3 separate regions of the Mus musculus genome follow, and regions 1 and 2 are each linked to region 3. Evidence: chromatin contacts called from public HiChIP or PLAC-seq and promoter capture Hi-C data. All regions are on one chromosome and are shown on one strand. The core of a region is the stretch at or near the end of the contact, and the rest is flanking DNA. Distances in the headings are between cores, read along the strand shown.

Region 1 (3,967 bases), core at 125-2,624, 330 kb after region 3:
GAAGGAAAACACACGTAAACTAGGAAATGGTATTAGAGAAGCTAAATGTCTACTGAGCATTCCATGACTGCCAGTTACCTTGGGGTTAGTGTTATTCTTCGATCTCTCTTATAAGGTAATCTCCATAAAGCCTGTGACTATGTTTATTTTCCATTCTAATATTTGCAAACTCAATGACAATTTATTCTTTTATCTAAAAGATATAGGTATTGCTTTATGCATAGTTTAGGTTGTTATTGGATTTAGAAGGAGATTAATTTCTTCAAATGTTTTATTTATTATTGAAATTTCCAATAAGTTTGCATATTTGAAAACATTACAGTGACACTTAGAGAGTGTTAACAATGCTGAATCACTTTGTATTTTACTGTCACTGTTTCCAGATATGAGTTGGTCAATGTGCAGCCTGATGGTTCTCTTTGGACATGCGCAAGTAGTATGGTCTATGGGCTTGGGCCCCCAGGTCTTACTGGACCTACAAGCATATTTATTTGTGACAAGGCTATGATGTGCCACTCTGCGTGTTGATGCCACTGATACTCCAGGGAACGTCCATCATACTTCCTCTCCTGCCCCAAACAGTACTTATTTTTCTATGCAAAGAGCAAGGTTTTGTATTTTTATTTTATTTTTCCATCTTGCAAAATGGGTGAAGGAACTTACCATTTTTTGTGCTGAAAGAAATGTAGCAGATAAAAAGTAAATAATGTACCAAATCAAGATCCTGTGTCTACAATTTAGTGTTTATATATTTATACATAGGATATATATTTAAATATAGAAGAGCAGCGCAAAACAGCACAGATCTCCAATCTTACATCACTAAAGCATGCCTGCAACAGTATCTGTACATAATTTTCAGATTAACACATTGCTAACAGATTAATCAAGAGATTAAAGTTACTGAAGTACAGACAAAATGAAGTAATTGAAAATTAATCATGATTCTATAATAGCTGATACTATAGTTTTGCAAGAAAAGAATAAAAACAGTTAGAATTATGTTTCCAACTTATCAATGTAATATTATGATATTGCTTTGGCCTAGTAAATATATTACAACATTTAACTTGCTTAAAACTCCTTTTTTTCTGAGATTTTAAATGCCCCAGTAATGTATCTTAGCATAACTCAATGTTTTCTGTCTTTTAATTACTATGACTAATTTTTTACAGCTCAGTTACAAACCCTTGAAAATAATGAACATGGTGACGCATTCTTAATTATAACGGTGCGAATAGCAGCACTCTAATTTCAGGCTTACATTGAAAAAGAATTTCCCTAGAATTGAAGCTCTTCTGATTGCTTTGCACATCACGTTTTAAACAAACACTGCGGTGCTTTAGCCATGACTTGGTTGCCTAGGATACACTGTTACTGTAGCCCTAAGATGCTGGTACCAGTTAAGCTTTGAGGCCATGTCTGTAAGTGCAGCACACAGTTGCCTTTGATAAATAGGAGAAATTTAACATAGACCCTGAGTGGGGTGAGCATTTTGATTAATGAAATAATTGGCTACATATTTGGATAGTAATATGGAAAATGGTTATTTATATTTTTACAGTAGTTTTCCACGAAACTGACAGAAAGTGCCTTGTTTATAAAACAAATGCAAAATTGATTCAGTGACCTAATTCTAAGGCACATTCACAAAGAATATAATATTGGTTGTTGCAGTCCTCGGAAAGCTAACTAGCTAAATCTCAGTGAGTCATTTTTACAAACACCATCTAATAGTGTCTCTTGCTGGTGGATGTTTGTTTAGTCTGTGGTGAGAGTATTTCACAGCTTTTTTTTTTTTTTATTAAGATGTTGCAAGTTTTAAATATTCTCATTGAAGAATTATAAAATGAACAAAAACACTTGCAATGGTAATTAATGAGAGCATTCCTGGTGCTGGAGAAACACCTGTTAGAAAGGTATATGTCTGCGTTATTGGGTATCTCACATTAATACCTTATTTTTTCAATGATAAAATATTGTTATTATTTTACTAGTGTGCATTTTTGTTTAATTATGGAGCTGGGGATACAAAACTAGCTACATAGTTTAGCAAAACTAAGCTATCTGCTTTTAAAAGTCAGTTGCACGCTTGCCTTAATCCTAAAAAAAATGAGTGAATGAGGGATGAATAGTCTGATTTGAATGCCAATAAAATTGGAATCCTGTAGTGAGTGGGAAGATCCAGTTTGGACCAGCAGGTGGTGCTTGAGTTTCAAGTGCATTTAGAATGGAGGTTTTTTTTGGTGGTTTGTTTCTTTTGTTTTTATTTATTTTTTTGTTTTGTTTTGTTTTTAATTTCAAGCACTTCAGAAATGATGTTTTAACTTTTTTCTCCTGTAGAGTTGATTACGTTTTGGATTACACATTATTAAGGACTTTGGGATTGCTCACTGAGCTCAGCAGCTCAATTTCTTTTCCTGTGCTCAACTCTGAGCCTTCTCTCTCACATTGCTTGCTGCTCTGCAGCAGCTGTTGGCCAATATGATGATGGGCAGAAGGTCCACTTATTTCCCTTCCAAACTGAGCACCTGGGAGGTGGGAGTGGGAACAAGTTATTTCTATATTAGGTTCTGCAGTAAGAGTTGTTTGAACCACAAGCTCACCTGGGCAGGATTCAAGGAGATTCCTAAGGTCATCTTGAATCCACTATACATATTTGTGGCCCCCAGCTCACTATGCTGTGCCTGGATCATTTCTTGTCCATGCTTCTTAATAGAGCGTTGTTTCTTTTAAGTGCCCCAAATACAGCAGCTTCTGAAGGTCAATGTTATTTCTGTGTTGAATTCCAACAGAAATGATGCACATTTGGCCAAATTCAATGGAAAATTTTGCATTTTCTGTTTAGATATAATAACTCAAGTGGATGAGTTTATTTTCAGCAGCAGACAATGCTATATGTCCTGGCCATTAAATATCACTTCTTTCCATGAACGTATCAAATATATTTTGCTACTATGTTTAAATTATTTAAATCTAAACATACTGTGTGTGTCTGAAATTCTGACAGAAGTTACCAAGAAGCAGCAAATGATTATATTTCTTTAGAGAATTTGTTTATTGGTGGTTTCAGTAAATAACATTTGGTTTTACTATATTGATAGCTTTAGAATTACGATACTGTGAGGTCCTAAACTATGATTTATTCAAACAATTTTATTTCTGACTTTAGTTAGGATGATAACTACTTTATATTCCTAAAGTAATAGGCACACTCTTTCAAATCCACTGTAAATTACATCAGATAATCAAGTTAGGTAGATAGTTAATTCATTTTAGTAAACAATCAGAGAAAATCACATTTCCCGCCCCCCAAAAAATCTTGTCTCTTTTCTTTTTCCTCAGCATGAATTCCTCTGCCAGAGTTAATGCTTTCAACCAGTTACTGTAATGGTCTTTTGAAGAGCTCTGACTCAGACTCCTCAGTCCAACTGGTCTTGTCAGTGGAGATTTTTCTGAAACAACAGTTCTCTCTCTGGAGTTGTATCCTATGGCTTGTATGTATGGTTAGCATGACATCACACCTCTGTTTGTGGAGATTCTCTTTTCCCTTATAATAATCCAGCTTACTGCAGCATTTCTAAGTTATAGTTAAAGCTCTACATTATAGACTTACTAGGGCTCAGACAAAAGAATGGGTTTGTCTATCCAAAGTTGCTGCACTTGCTGGCATGTCTAAATGGCCATGTTCTTGGTCTTGAGAGAATGTGCGAAGAGAAGACAGTTCCTCCAGACTCCTACTACTATTGAAAACAACAGCCACACAATAACTAACTCCAATCCTAAACCTAACCATTTTAACTCTTGGTTTCTTTTCTGGATAAAATACTGAAAGAGTTCCAGAGGAGGGTCCACCATGACGGATGCATCAAGAGATCAGGAATGTGAAGGAACTGATCACACCAAATCCACAACCAAGAAGCAGAGTGACTAATTCTTACTTCTCAGCTTCCTTTATCCACTAACC
Region 2 (3,765 bases), core at 802-3,301, 310 kb before region 3:
CATTAACTGTGGGTAAGAAAAAAAGAAAATCATCTTTTTTCCCTCTTGAATGGCTTTTAAAATCTCTTTGAAAAATGACCAGATGGGAGGAATTTGCCATTTGGTTATAATAACACAGATGAATAACAGACTGAACAATACAGGATACATACTTCAGTGGAAAGTTCACTTGTGGAACAAAACAACGTCTCAGTTCAATCTTGATTACGTTTGTGTTGCTCACCATGGCAACGGGTGAAGTTAGGCAGACCTGCGCACTTTCAGAAGCGCTTTGGATACTTTAAATCTGTGTGCCTGGGAGACAAGGCAACAACAGCCTTGCTTCCAGCTGTATCCCTCTTTCCCACATCAGCTGCAGCCTTTCAGCGTGCCCATTGTGTGCCAGGCATGCCAGGGTAATGACATGGTCTCTCGCAATGACAGAACCGCAGCCAGGCAGGCTGAAGTGCTCCGACCTCTCTCTTACTTCTTGGGCTTTCTCCTAGCTTTGATTTTTTTCCTTACAGGAATTCTTGAGCCTCTGACACAGGTGAAGAAAAACTGAAAAACCCCATGGTGGCAGAAAGCAGTTTTGTGTCACAGTACACCAGAAAGAGCGCGCCTCGTACATCCAAGTTCTCGAGGGAGTGTGTGACATTAAAGCTCACTTTAGCCCTTCAGTATGTATAACACTAAATCAAAAGGGGCCATACAAAATTATTTATCAGCCCATGTGACGTTTTTTAAGCACTTCAAATTAGTGGCTTTACTAAAATGACAAGCACTCTCCTAGTGTTTCAAAAAGAGACCTTTACTGGTGCCTATAAATATTTTATTGGTAGAGAATATGAAATGTAAATTGTATTAAATAAGGATTTAAAGTTGTTTTTCACTGCTAAGGCTGAACCACCTTTGAATGAAAGCTTTCTGTGATGGGTGTTCATTCACTCAATCAGTAATGTTTTATGCTGGGCACATCAGGATAAAAAGATGTCATGGCTTCTACTTAGATAAGCAGTTCTCAACGTGTGGGTCTCAGACCTTTTGAGGTTTAAGCAACCCTTTCACAGGGGTCACATATCAGATACTGTGCATATCTGGTATTTACAGTACAGTTCATAGCAGTAGAAAATTTACAGGTATGGAGTGGCAACAAAAGTAATTTATTATTTCTTATTGTGTGTGTGTGTGTGGGGGGGGTCACCACTACATGAGGAACTGTATTAAAGGGTCCCAGTATTAGGAAGTACAATTATACAGTGTGTGTGTGTGTGTGTGTGTGTGTGTGTGTGTGTGTCCCCATCTGTCCACTCTCCCATCTATCTATCTATCCACATATCTACCTTGTTTCACTCTGTTTCAGGCTGGCTCAGAACTCACTACATGAGTGTTCCCAGGCTGACCTCAAACCCTGATAATTCTCTTGGCTCATTCTCCCAAGTGCTAAGGTTACATGCACAACAATCAAGCCAGGCATACAGCTAATATCTTTAGTTCATAGTAATGTCGCTCACAGAATAACAAAGTCTGAACCACAAATGATAAAAGCCAGAGCGTGGCAGCTATCAGCTCCTATAGGGCCAGATGTTCTCAATCCATATTGGTCACTAAGGAATAGCAGTTAGGATAAAGGAAAATGAAAATAGAAAAAACTCTCGGACTCATGAAACTGAATAGGCCTTAGCTTTTCTCTTCTCAGCGGGATGAAAACAGAAAGAGCCTATATCCTGTTTGGCAAGGCTAAGGGTTCCTAAAGGCGACATCAGTTTTGAACCTATCTTCTAACTGCTTACAGAAGGAAGGATTGTTCACAAGCGATATTTCTTCATTCCCCCGTTCCTGCGTGAGATGGTAGGGGGCAGATCTCACTTCTTGTCGCTACTCAAGCTTCCCCGACATCCCCCCTTTTTTCTACAACAAACCTGCCAACTGCTTTGTTCTTAGGGTAAAGCAGCCTCTTCCTACCTGTGTGGTTTAGGGTCAGAGGAGCCGAGTGACTACCACCTACAGCATCTGTCGTGCCAACGGTCCCAATCCCAGGCCAACCTGCTGTGGAGCTTCAGAGAGCTCTTAGAAGTAAAAAAAAAAAAAAAAAAAAAAAAACGACCAGCCACGTGGCCCCGCCCATTTAGCGGACCACGTGCCTCCAGGCTCGGCCCACCATCGGGGAGCTACGGCACCTCCCCAGCCTTCTCTCTGAATGCACCTGCTATGTGTGAGTTTCCTTTAATACTCTAAAATTAATGAAGACAGAATAATCATTTAGAAGGGTTTTGCCCACCCCTAGCTGGTATTTGCCCACCCCATCAAAGCTATTAGCACTTGGTTCATAGTAGAGGAGGAGGAATCCGTTTTCTTCACAGACTCATGTTCCCATAGTTGCTCCGAAGACAGCAGCAAGTAGCTTTACAGACCGTAAGAAATTTGGAGGGAAACGTAGACAGAATGTGGCTGATAGACCAAAACTCATCATAGGCGTGTACGATATCCTCAAACAATGTTAAAAGAGAAAACACAATTCGCAAGAGAGAAATATGCCCAGAAAATAAGAATTACCTGAGAAACATTATAAACATTTTGCTATATATCTTTGGCTATATAAAACTAGTGCCCCTTCTCTTACTGCCACGCATCTACATTCACTTACTGAGATATAATATCCATAAATATACTTTAAACAATTTTGCATGTCCTTTATTTTTTTAAACTATGTTTATTCATTCTGTGTATGTTTATGTGGACGCGTGTACTTGTGTGCGCGTGTGCAAGTGAAGATAAATTTGGGTCTTGTTCCTCAGGACCAATCCACTTTGCTTTTTGGGACAAGGTCTCTCGCTGACTTCTGGGACTTGCCCGGCTAGACTGGCAGGCTAACAAGTCTCGGGGATCCATATATTTCCACCTCTGCACCACAGGCATTACAAGTGCACTCCACCATGGGCTGCTGTTTAGTGTCAGTTCTGGAAATCAAACTCTGGTCCTTACACTTGGAATTTATGACTTAGCAGACTATTTTCCAGCCTCTTACACATAGTGTATGAAGTAGATCATTATCCATACTTGTACTCCTAAGAACTACATCTTTCTCCTGACAACTCCTGAACTGTGTAGCAAACAGTTTCACCTTGACTCTGCGTTATTCATGCATCTTCATGTTAATCTTAAGATGAGCTGGAGACTCAACTGAGGTGAAGGGTCGAGAGAGGTGAGGGGTCTGAAGCCTCTGCTGCTTAGTAAGATTGCCTGTTCCTCTTGTTACAGTCTTCCTATTGTCCCACCTCACCTACTGTTTTGATGTTCAGATCTCCACTTCAAGAGTCCAACTCTACTAAATGTTTTTGACATAGTAAACAACTTTGAAAGCATCCACTTTCAAAGCACAGCACAGAGATGAAAGTCACTGGCAGGTTGCTCATGCCCCAGCAGCAGATGGCTCTGCAGTCTCTCTCTCTCTCTCTCTCTCTCTCTCTCTCTCTCTCTCCCTCCCTCTCTCCTCTCCCTCTCCCCCCTCTCCCTCTCTCCTTCTCTCTCTCCTCTCCCTCTCTCTCCTTCTCTTTCTCCTTTCTCTCTCTCCTCTCTCTCTCCCTCTCTCCTTCTCTCCCTCTCTCCTTCTCTCCCTCTCTCCTTCTCTCTCTCTCTTCTCCCTCCCCCTCTCTCTCCTTCTCTCTCTCTCATCTCTCTCTCTCCTTCTCTCTCTCTCCCTCTCTCCTTCTCTCTCTCTCTCCCTCTCTCTCTCTCCCTCTATTCTTTTCAGTAATCTATACATTTAGTTTTTCTTCAACGATC
Region 3 (4,311 bases), core at 1,746-4,245:
CTGCCTCTTGAATGCTAGGACTGAACTGATTCAATTAAATTAAAGGTATGTACCATATGCCCTACATATTATAATATTTTAAGTGTGCTATCTCCTGGAAGTTAAAGATTCGATGAAATAGTGTTGCTGATATGAGAACACTTACTTGTTTTCAACTTTCTGGAAAGCTGCATAGAAATTTTGAAGGTTTCAAGTTGAATTAGCAAGACTAGAGAAGGAAGAGCAGTAGCCAAGTGTCCCAGGCTTGATTCAGAGTGAAGCCTTATTGTCCTAGGCATACCTATAGGTTACTTCCTTGAAAGGAAAACAACCAAAACCAAAACAAAACCAAATAAACAAAAAAGATGTACTAAGTCGCAAAACTATGGAAAAGTGCCTTCAGGATCCTTCCAAGTGGGGAAAATATGTCATGATCAAGGTTGTTCTGAAAACCAGCATGACTGTGACAGAATCTCACAGTTCCTATTGGTTAGTATTAATTAACAAATAGCAACAATTACCTTAAATCTGTTAGGACAATCGCCTTCATTGGGTTGCTATTTGGGGTAACCCATTCCTCTGAATTTTAGAGACTTAGACTAAGACGAATGAGACGAACCCCAAGATAGAAAAGAGAGCTGTAGCTTGTGTGTCTCTGGTTTCTCAGAGCAACTCCTCATTCTCCTTTTGGTTAAGATTGTTACAGGTGGTCATCAATTATTTCAGTGGGTCTCAGCTTCTCTCTTCTCTTTCAAAGAGATCACAGAGGCTAGTAGGTTGTGACTGGGTGCAAGAGTGCACTGCTAGGCATCACACCCTTCACAAGTCACAAAAGCCAATAATGATTACTGTGGTGGATTTTTAAACGTTGACTCTCCAGCAGTTAAGAATGTGGGCACAGCTGGAGAGGAGAGACTAATAGTACTAGACATTTATAATGCTCCTACCAGTTCAGGGACCAGCCTGCTCCTACTTAAAGGGAATTTGAGGGGAGTTTGCTGGTCTGGGTGAGATCCTGCGATACTCAGTGGTATGCTGTTTCCCCCAGGTCCAGTCTCCCCTCTCACCAATCCCAGGCCCCTGAAACACAGCACCAAGGCACCAAGGACCAAGAAACTCAGCTTGCAGGAGGCTTCTTGCAGGTGGCCCGCCACCGCCACCGCCACCGCCACCTCCACCTTGCCAACCCGCATTTAGTTGCCGCTCCAAGAGGCTTAGAAGACGTCACGAGTGACGCCCAGGGCCCTTCACCCTTCCTGCAACCTCGGACGTTGCTGGCGCCGTGGGCGCTGCGGGGTGTTCGGGCTACCGCGGGTTGGAGGGACCAGAGAAGGCGGAACTTAGTAAAGGGAGGGGGCCGCCACCAGCACCTAGGCGGCTGCTGTGGAGGCTCCCCCCCCCCCCCCCGACCTGGGGGAAGTGATGCTGTGCTACAAGGCTGTCAGGAGTAGTGAGCCGGAGCTGGTGAGCAGGACCGCCCGGCAGGAGGGTAGATCTAGTTGTGTTGAGACTCCAGCTCCCAGCGTATGGCCAAGAGAGGGAGAGAGCGCGCGCAGCAGAGGCTGATGTGTGTGTGCGCGCGTGAGTGTGCGTGTGTGTGTGTGTGTGTGTGCCTGTCTACAGGTAGCAGCGGCAGCGGCGGGGACGCGAGCAGGGGACCCATCTGGAGCTACCGCTCCGCCTAGGATTTTCTGTGGCGATTGCTCATTTGGCTGACGGATCCGTGGTTCCCAGAAAAACCTCATCTTCTCCGTTTCTACTCTCCTTTAGGCGTCTCCAGTTTCAAGTGTGTGTTTAGGGATAATTTCATATTTTTCTTTTTCTTCCTCTTCCTCCAAAGCTTCTCAGGAATTCTGGCACGAAATCCTTGGATACATTTGCTCTGCCAAGTTTTGCTGCTCCAGCCCCCTCCCTCCTCCAGAGGCTTCTGGGGTGCTCTTCTTTTGGATTTACATGCAAAGAACCTATATATGTTTATATATCGGTCGGGTAGCTTATGATACATTTACGTGCGTCTCAAAGCTTGGTTTTCATCTTCTTCTCCTCAACACAGCGAAATGTTCCAGAGCTGATGAGCACAGAGACCATTATTCACATTCTTTTGATCCTGGTTTGGAACAAGGGGAGGGAGAGTGAAGAACTGTTTAACGTTCTGCCATCCTTAGGCTGAACGCTAGGCACCAAGAAGTATTTCTGGTTGCAGAGCAGGTACAACGGGGGCTTAGAGAGAAGGTAAGGGGGCCTCTTGAGTCTACTAGGCATGGCATTTACCTCAGTCCTAGGGACTGCTGATAACTTCCTGCTGGCTTCTACCTGCCCTCACCTTTTCCACCAACCCTACCCCATCCCTGTTCTCTACCTTGCTCCACCCTTTTCCAAAATCCCCGGGGCCCAGGAGGAGGGATCGGGTGCTGGGGAGGGTGACTGTGTTAAAGATGTGATAGTCCATTACAGTTTAAATGTGTCTTGTATTCCCCCACTTGATTGAGTTTCCCAGTACCTGCCTCTGTCTTTTAGCGGTTTAAAATACATTTTGTCCTTTATACAACAACAGTAACAAAAACAACAACAACAACAACTACAACAAAATGCTATGTCGATCAGATCAATGTTTTAAACACATCTTGGTGTTAAGTCTCCACTACTATCTTCTGATGAAAATAAAAACAATAAAAATTAATGAACTTTAATGAGCTGGGTGGTTTCTTCAATACTAGGTTTCATAGAATCTCCAAAATGCAGATAAACAGCAAGGAGGACAGTGGGCTTCAGCTCCTGTAAATTCCAGTTGTGTCACAGGGAGGGCAAATCCCCAGAGTTGAGAGAGAGGGAGCTAAGTCTAGCATAAGAAGACCTACGCGGCCAGCGAGTTTTTTAAAACCCACCTTTTACACTGCATCCAGTCCTCGATTAACTCCTGCTCTGGGGATGCGTTAACCGAACAGACCTTTTGATGGAGAAGTGGGCTCTTCTCTCTGTTCCTGGTCTTCAGCCAGCCTCCTTCCTCCCCCTCTGCCTGTCTGGCCCTGGCACTTTGCAAATCGCCGGTTTTGCGCACCCTCGCGGTGGGCGTTCTCCACGTTGCATCCTGCCCCCTCGGTCCTTCTTCCAGCGGGGTGGCCGAGTACATGCATCTTTCTCGGGGGGCTCGCTCGCACACGCCCTCTCCCGCAGCCCGCGACTCCCCACCTGCCCCGGCTCGCCTTAGCCTCTCTTCTCCTTCGGGTGCATCCCTGACCCTGGCATCCCTTCATCCCGGCCTGCTAGGGTTCGGAGCGTCGGGACGCGGCTGTGGCGGCGGTGCGGAGCTGGTGTGGGAAGCCAAGGCAGGAAAGGCGAACCCGAGTGGGTGGTGAGAGGCCAACCGAGTCCGTGGGAGCCAGGGAAGCCGAGAGGAGTGAGACACTGAGTGTGCGCTGCGCGCTGCCCTGGTCGGGGCGGACTCGTGCGGAGGCTCCTAGTCTTCCGAGCGGCGCCCCAGCCTCTGCAGTGAGCCTGCTTGGGTGCGCCTTGGGACCCAGGCACCCAGATCCCGGAGGTCGGCGGAGAGGTACCCGAGAAAGGCAGTGATTCTGAGAGTCCGCGGAGGGGAGACGCGGAGGCTGAGCGGATGGAGGAACAATGCCGCCTCCAGAAGCAAAGCCTTTCTTGAGCCTTGGCTGGAGTGTGGAGTCGGCTCTCTGCTCTGCTCTCTCCAGGCCTTGAGGCTACTTCTGGGCTTGGTTCCGCCTCTTAGTTTGACAGGAATTAGAAAGTTGCTCTTCTTCTCTACAAGGTTTCCTTTGAAGTGGCTTTCCGATCTGCGTGCTGGTTCAAGTCAAGATGTCACTTTCTGGATCCCCCGCGAGGAGCGACTAATAGATTATGCATTGTTGGGCAATAAACTCTCCTGGGAAGAGAGGGTAGTCCACCCCAAGGTTTAAACGGTTCGCCACTGACTCCTGCCAGCCTCAGCACAATGCCTTGTGAGTAGACATAATATTAAAGCAACCTGCAGTAAATTTTAAATTATTTAGGATGAGGTTTTTGAACGAGGAATAATTTATTCCGGAGGAAGCAGTTAGGCTGTTATTGGAATGAGGGAAATATGTCCCATATTTGATTCATTTGTGATTATTCTAATGAGCTCTGGCCTGTACCACTGTTTTCTCTTTCTCTCTCTCTCTCTCTCTCTCTCTCTCTCTCTCTCTCTCTCTCTCTCTCTCTCTCTCTCTCTCTCTCTCTCTCTCTCTCTCTCTTTTTCCTTCCATTTCTAGGGCCTTAGTGGTAGACATAGGGCTGGGGAAATGTGAATTTAGATAGTTAACCCTCTCTCTTTCACTGTGTGTTTTA

What was found. Promoter capture Hi-C pulls out the DNA fragments that hold promoters and counts their contacts. HiChIP or PLAC-seq counts read pairs in DNA pulled down with a chosen protein or histone mark.
Region 1: a contact with region 3 is called in an H3K4me3 HiChIP or PLAC-seq map of neural progenitor cells, with 5 times the contacts expected there. The contact joins the enhancer-like site here to the promoter of A830092H15Rik in region 3. A contact is called at or near these places in 1 of 39 promoter capture datasets (hippocampal neurons), 2 of 115 datasets of contacts at active chromatin or transcription factors (neural progenitor cells and stem cell-derived neural progenitor cells) and 2 of 9 other capture datasets (adipose tissue and liver).
Region 2: a promoter capture Hi-C map of embryonic stem cells shows a contact between it and region 3. The contact joins the promoter of Spata16 here to the promoter of A830092H15Rik in region 3. A contact is called at or near these places in 3 of 39 promoter capture datasets (cranial neural crest, embryonic stem cells and second pharyngeal arch cranial neural crest), 3 of 484 Hi-C or Micro-C datasets (cortical neurons and ventral hippocampal neurons) and 4 of 115 datasets of contacts at active chromatin or transcription factors (astrocytes, embryonic forebrain, forebrain and 1 more).

The regions. Positions count from the first base shown.
Region 1 is chr3:26,000,803-26,004,769 of GRCm38.p6, reverse strand. All of the region lies in intron 2 of Nlgn1 (neuroligin 1), which reads left to right. Among named protein-coding and RNA genes, the nearest start is that of Nlgn1, 150 kb to the left of the region's middle. Within about 2 kb of position 1,374, at least 36 of the 459 cell types and tissues checked have an H3K27ac peak or open chromatin away from gene starts, as enhancers often do. A contact at or near this core is called in neural progenitor cells, where this site is marked.
Region 2 is chr3:26,635,917-26,639,681 of GRCm38.p6, reverse strand. It overlaps Spata16 (spermatogenesis associated 16), which reads right to left and starts at 2,051. Exons shown (of 11, transcript NM_029150.4): 1 at 1,945-2,051.
Region 3 is chr3:26,330,637-26,334,947 of GRCm38.p6, reverse strand. It overlaps A830092H15Rik (a long non-coding RNA gene), which reads right to left and starts at 2,995. Exons shown (of 2, transcript XR_389623.4): 1 at 2,865-2,995; 2 at 1-2,086. It also overlaps a transcript of Nlgn1 not described here.